2 separate regions of the Macaca mulatta genome follow, and region 2 is linked to region 1. The links are chromatin contacts, called in public Hi-C maps. All regions are on one chromosome and are shown on one strand. Each heading gives the region's core, a stretch centred on a gene start, on an enhancer-like site or on the middle of the called end of the contact. The rest is flanking DNA. Distances are from core to core; before and after follow the strand shown. Region 1 has its middle 60 kb from the start of EEF1A1. Region 2 holds the start of EEF1A1 (eukaryotic translation elongation factor 1 alpha 1).

Region 1 (3,377 bases), core at 211-2,710:
GTTTTGTATATGCAAAATACTTCTCCCAGTTATTCTACAAGTATTTATTGAGCATCCACTATGTACTAGGCATTGCGTTTTGCACGAGGACATAGAAGTGGAAAATAATAATAATAATAAGCCAAGTCCCTTTTCTCCTGGAGCTCACATTTTTATTTATCAAACGTTTTTCTTTATAAGCTCCAGCCTTCAAAACCTCTCATGTAAAAGCATTATTATCCACCCAGCAAGCAAATCCAATGGGAAAGAAGCGTGCCAACTGACCTTGAGAATCCAGTTTATGAAAGAACATGAGACAAACGCTGAAGACAGCAGTTTGTATTAGCCATGGTAAGGTCTTTCTTACTTCAGCCTTTGTTTCATTTTCAGGAAATCAGAAATAGAGGCATCTGAGTTTAGACACCATTGCAGAGTAGATTATCTTATCTCCTCTCTGGATGTTCAAAATAAAATTCCCCCAAATATTGGGACCAAAGCTATCACAAAAACAAAACAAACAAACAAAAAAGCCGGCCATGGTGGTGTGTGCCTGTGGTCTCAGCTACTCAGGAGGCTGAGGTGGGAGGATAGCTTGAGCCCAAGTGGTTAAGGCTGCAGTGAGCCAAGATCACACGACTGTCCTCCAGCCTGAGTGACAGAGCCAGACGTGGTCTCAGAAAAAAGAAAAGAGAGAGAGAAATTCCCCCAAACAGAAAAAGACTGATGTAACATTTAAATATGAAGGCAGGAAGAACACAATAGGAAATGGCTGGTTCCTCTCAGTAAAAGCATGTTACTGCCTCAGAAGAGGAGACATGGGGTAAATATCTAATTTCAGTTAAAAAATAAATTATCTTTCTCATAGACATGCAAATTAAGACGGATCACAAAGCCTTTTCAGATGCCTCTGCCTTTTAGAGCAACCGTAAGCAGAAAAGCCAACTATAAAAGTTTGTACTCTCAAAGGATAATATAGAAAATTCTTTCTAGGAGCTCTGCAATGGAAAGCTGTGAGCATAAGCAATACTGAAAGGAAATGAAATGTAAGGAATTTTCTGCCCCCTTTTCTTATGTGCCTGGAGGAGGAAGAACACTAGTAATTTTCCAAGTATCTGTTTACTTTCACTTTATCTTGATGTTGGGGGAGGCGGAAACTTAGAAGTGTTACATCACTACCAGTCCTGTGCTTGCGAGTGAGAAGCCACCGTTGCACAACTGAGCTAAAAAACTATTGAAACTATCCGTTTCCCCTCACACACATTCTCAGTCTTAATCGTCTAGACTTTGGTAGAGGGGTAGGAATATACATGTATATTGTATTAAATCTTTTTCTTAAGCACTCTCACCGTCAGAAACAACTGAAATATGCTAACATGTCCAACAGTGTTATCGCCTCTCCGATCAAGTGTGCATCGTGGTCCCGGTCATGCTTTAGAGCACCACAAATAGCCCCTTGTGTTAAGCACATTTTACAGCCCTCACTCTACAGCCTGAAACTTGAACTTTCTCCAGAAGTTTTGTTGATATTGAAAGTGATCTGGAAAGGATAAAGAGTCTGGTCTTTTTAAGGCTTAAGAACTGTTTTGGGCTTGGCATGGTGGCTCACACTTATAATCCCAGCACTTTGGGAGGCTGAGGTGGGAGAAGGAGGCCGAAGGTGACCTTAAGTGTAAGGTCAGGAGTTTGAGATCAGCCTGACCAACACAGTGAACCCTCGTCTCTACTAAAAATACAAAAATTCACTGGGCATGGTGGCGTGAGCCCGTAGTCCTAGCTACTCAGGAGGCTGGGGCAGGAGAATCACTGGAACCTAGGAGGCAGAAGTTGCAGTGAGCCGAGATCACACCACTGTACTCCAGCCTGGGCAATAGAGCAAGACTCCATCTCAGAAAAAAAAAAAAGAAGAAGAAGAAGAACTGTTTTGTATGAAGTAATGAATACTGTTAGAGGAAATTCAAGTCTGTATATTGTATAAATCACCCATATAATATGTAATTTTTTTTTTTTTTTTTTTTTTTTTTGAGACAGAGTTTCGCTCTGTCACCCAGGCTGGAGTGCAGTGGCACAATCTCAGCTGACTGCAACCTCCACCTCCTGGGTTCAAGCAATTCTCCGCCTCAGCCTCCCCAGTATCTGGGATTACAGGCGCCCGCCACCACACCTAGCTGATTTTTTTGTATTTTTAGTAGAGACGGGGTTTCACCATCGTGGCCAGGTTGGTCTTCAACTCCTGACCTCACGATCCACCCACCTTGGCCTCCTGAAATGCTGGGATTACAGGCGTGAGCCACCATGCCCAGCCTACAATATCTATTATAATGCACTTCTCTTTTTTTTAACACTAAGAAGATATTTCAGGCTGGGCGTGGTGGCTCACATCTGTAACATCTGCAATCCTAGCACTTTGGGAGGCTGACGCAGAAGGATTACTCTAGGAGTTCAAGACCAGCCTGGGCAACATAGTGAGACCCCCCCTCCTCTATAAAACAATAAAATAAAACAAAGAAAAGAATGAAAAAAATGTATAAAGAAAAAAAAAAGAAGGCCGGACACAGTGGCTCACACCTGTAATCCCAGCACTTTGGGAGGCCAAGGCAGGTGGATCACCTGAGGTCAGGAGTTCGAGCCCAGCCTGGCCAACATGGTAAAACCCTGTCTCTACTAAAAATACAAAAAGTAGCTGGGCGTAGTGGTGGGCACCTGTAATCCCAGCTACTAGGGAGGCTGAGAGAGGAGAATTGCTTGAACCCGGGAGGTGGAGGTTGCAGTGAGCCAAGGTGGCACCACTGCACTCCAGCCTGGGCTACAAAAACAAAACTCCATCTCAAAAAAAAAAAGGAAAAAAGAAAAGGAAAGGAAAGAAGAAAAGAAATGCACACTAAAGCTATAGTGAAATATTACTTTAGATTCATCAGATTGGCAAAAATTAGAAAACATGGCCAGGCATGGTAGCTCATACCGGTAATCCCAGCACTTTGGGAGGCCGAGGCAGGCGATCACCTGAGGTCAGGGGCTCGAGACTCAACCTGGCCAACATGGCAAAACCCATCTCTACTAAAAATAAATAAATAAGCCAGGTGTGGTGGCGGGCGCCTGTAATCCCAGCTACTAGGCAGGCTGATGTAGGTGAATCACTTGAACCCAGGGGGTGGAGGTTGCAGTGAGCCAATATCACACCATTGCACTCCAGCCTGGGCAACAGGAGCAAAACTCCATCTAAAAAAATAAAAAAAATTATAAAACCTGATGCTAAGTGTTGGCAAAGGACGTGGGAAGACAAAAATTCTTGTCCACAAAGGGAGTGGGTGTGGGATATAAACTGGCAAACCCATTCCAGAAAGCAAAATGTTTGTATTTGAATTAAATAAAAATGTGTCCTTTGGCCCTGTATATATGCC
Region 2 (3,260 bases), core at 653-3,152, 61 kb after region 1:
TGTGGCTGGGCGCCGTGGCTCACGCCTGTAATCCCAGCACTATGGGAGACTGAGGCGGGTGGATCACTTGAGGTCAGCAGTTCGAGACCAGCCTGGCCAACATGGTGAAACTCCGTCTCTTCTAAAAATACAAAAATTTGTGGGGCGCGCTTGTAGCCCCAGCTACTCCGGAGACTGAGGCAGGAGAATAGCTTGAACCTGGGAGGCAGAACTTGCAGTGAGCCGAGATCGCGCCACTGCACCCCAGCCTGGGCAACAGAGTAGGACTCCATCCGGAAAAAAAAAAAAGAAGGAAAAAAAAGTGGACTGTGAAAACCGAATGGACTAGGAAAACTTTATACTACAAAGATACAAAAACCAAGAAAGCACCATACGCGTTTGCCTTTAACTGCTTCCCAACTTGTTTTCCTCTTCCAATTTGATTGTGGGTTCCTCTCCAGAAGGAACTCCACAGTACTTAGCGTTGGCCACATAGTAGGTTCTCAAATACTTGTTAATAAATAAGTTTGTTCGAGAAGCTGGGCAGTAATATTCTACAGCTGGAAGAAGAAACATAATGATCTAGTAATTAGCTCATTAAAAATAAACGTTCTTCATTCCTCAGAGGAGCATTTCCCAAGGCCTGTCTTGATAGCCATCCAAAACGGCCAAGCTCATCCAATCTTGCCCTAGATTTATGCTAAAATGCAGTTACAATCTATAGGATGACAGAAAAAGAAAGCACTTATTTAAATATAATAGGCACTTATTTAAATAGGAGAAGCTGTGACTTCATAGCAAGTGTTGGGGTTAGGAAACTGGGTGGATAAACTTGCTGATGCTGTAGATCTTAGTCTCTACATGAGATCACGTGGAAAATCTGAATTTGAAAGCTTTTTAGCTTCCTTATGTTTGCAATCAAATGACTGTACACCTTTTAATTTAAAAAGTACCATGAGGCACACACACACTCGCAGGAACTTTTTGGCGTAACAAAACTAGAATTAGATCTAAAGCTAACTGTAGGACTGAGTCTATTCTAAACTGAAAGCCTGGACATCTGGAGTACCAGGGGGAGATGACGTGTTACGGGCTTTGATAAAAGCAGCTGGCTTTGAATGGAAGGAGCCAAGAGGCCAGCACAGGAGCGGATTCGTCGAGCTCACGGCCATCGAGCCGAACCTCTCGCAGGTCCGTGAGCCGTTAAGGAGTCCTCCAGTCCAGACCCTTCGCCCCAAGCCCCTCGGGGTCCCCGGGCCTGGTACTCCTTGCCACGCGGGAGGGGCGCGGAAGCCGGGGCGGAGGAGGAGCCAACCCGGGGCTGGGCTGAGACCGGCAGAAGACGACGCTCTAGGGATTTGTCACGGACTAGCGAGATAGCAAGGCTGAGGACAGGAGGCTGATTGGGGGGCGAAGGTACACCCTAATCTCAACACAACCTTTGGGGCTAAGCTAGCAATGGTAGAGGAAAGATTCTGGACGTCCCTTCCAGGCCGCCACCTCGTCGCCTCCCCCTCCCCCTCCTCTTCCCCCCCCGCCCCGGCCGGAGCTGAGAGTAATTCATACAAAAGGACTCGCCCCTGCCTTGGGGAATCCCAGGGACCGTCGTTAAACTCCCACTAACCTAGAACCCAGAGATCGCTGCGTTCCCGCCCCCTCACACGCCCGCTCTCGTCATCACCAAGGTGGAGAAGAGCATGCGTGAGGCTCCGGTGCCCGTCAGTGGGCAGAGCGCACATCGCCCACAGTCCCCGAGAAGTTGGGGGGAGGGGTCGGCAATTGAACCGGTGCCTAGAGAAGGTGGCGCGGGGTAAACTGGGAAAGTGATGTCGTGTACTGGCTCCGCCCTTTTCCCGAGGGTGGGGGAGAACCGTATATAAGTGCAGTAGTCGCTGTGAACGTTCTTTTTCGCAACGGGTTTGCCGCCAGAACACAGGTAAGTACTGTGTGTGGCTCCTGCGGGCCTGGCCTCTTTACGGGCTATGGCCCTCGCGTGCCTTTTATTACTTACACGCCCCTGGCCGCTGTACGTGATTCTTGATCCCGAGCTTCGGGTTGGAAGTGGGTGGGAGAGGTCGAGGCCTTGCACTTAAGGAGTCCCTTCGCCTCGTGCTTGAGTCGAGGCCTGGCTTGGGCTCTGGGGCTGCCGCGTGCGAATCTGGTAGCACCTTCGCGCCTGCCCCGCTGCTTTCACTAAGTTTCTAGCCATTTAAAATTTTTGATGACCAGCTGCAACGCCTTTTTCCTGGCGAGATAATCTTATAAATGCGGACCAGGATCTGCACACTGATATTGGGGTTTTGGGGGCCGCGGGCTGCGACGGGGCTCGTGCGTCCCAGCGCACATGTTCGGCGAGGCGGGGCCTGCGAGCGCGGCCACCGAGAGTCGGACGGGGGGAGTCTCAAGCTGGCCGTCCTGCTCTGGTGCCGGGCCTCGCGCGGCGGTGTGTCGCCCCGCCCTGGTCGGCAAGCCTGGCCCGGTCGGCACCAGTTGCGTGAGCGGAAAGATGGCCGCTTCCCGGCCCTGCCGCAGGGAGCTCAAAATGGAGGACGCGGCGCCCGGGAGAGCGGGCGGGTGAGTCACCCACACAAAGGAAAAGGGCCTTTCCCTCCTCGGTCGCCGCTTCATGTGACCCCACGGAGTACCGGGCGCCGTCCAGGCACCTCGATTAGTTCTCCGAGCTTTTGGAGTACGTCTTCCTTAGGTTTGGGGGAGGGGTTTTGTGCGGTGGAGTTTCCCCACACTTGGTGGGTGGAGACTGAAGAGTTAGGCCAGCTTGGCGCTCGATGTAATTCTCCTTGGAATTTGCCCTTTTCGAATTTGGATCTTGGCTTATTCTCAAGCTTCAGACAGTGGTTCAAAGTTTTTTTCTCCCATTTCAGGTGTCGTGAAAACTACCCCTAAAAGCCAAAATGGGAAAGGAAAAGACTCATATCAACATTGTCGTCATTGGACACGTAGATTCGGGCAAGTCCACCACTACTGGCCATCTGATCTACAAATGCGGTGGCATCGACAAAAGAACCATTGAAAAATTTGAGAAGGAGGCTGCTGAGGTATGGGAAAGATGAACTAAAATGAGTTTTACCAGCAGAATCATTAAGTGGTAGTGATTTCCCCAGAACTAGTGAGTGGTTTAGATCTGACCCTACTTATTAAAATAGTTTGCTTTTGGTTACTTCTGTAACCGTATTGCTAGTGAGTAGTTTCGATTTGGATATTAATAGTCAAGATCCTACTTTAAAAAGTTTGCTTTTTGGTTGCTTCTGTAACCCTATCTA

Evidence for each region. A called contact is a pair of places that touch in the nucleus more often than the background predicts.
Region 2: a Hi-C map of blood shows a contact between it and region 1, with 3 times the contacts expected there. The contact joins the promoter of EEF1A1 here to the enhancer-like site in region 1. A contact is called at or near these places in 4 of 14 Hi-C or Micro-C datasets (CD4 T cells, blood, cortical neurons and 1 more).

Annotation. Positions count from the first base shown.
Region 1 is chr4:112,090,476-112,093,852 of T2T-MMU8v2.0, forward strand. No RefSeq gene overlaps it. Among named protein-coding and RNA genes, the nearest start is that of EEF1A1, 60 kb to the right of the region's middle. Within about 2 kb of position 1,461, at least 24 of the 40 cell types and tissues checked have an H3K27ac peak or open chromatin away from gene starts, as enhancers often do. A contact at or near this core is called in CD4 T cells and blood, where this site is marked.
Region 2 is chr4:112,150,657-112,153,916 of T2T-MMU8v2.0, forward strand. EEF1A1 (eukaryotic translation elongation factor 1 alpha 1) reads left to right here and starts at 1,903. Exons shown (of 8, transcript NM_001195750.1): 1 at 1,903-1,915; 2 at 2,862-3,035. The coding sequence starts at 2,892.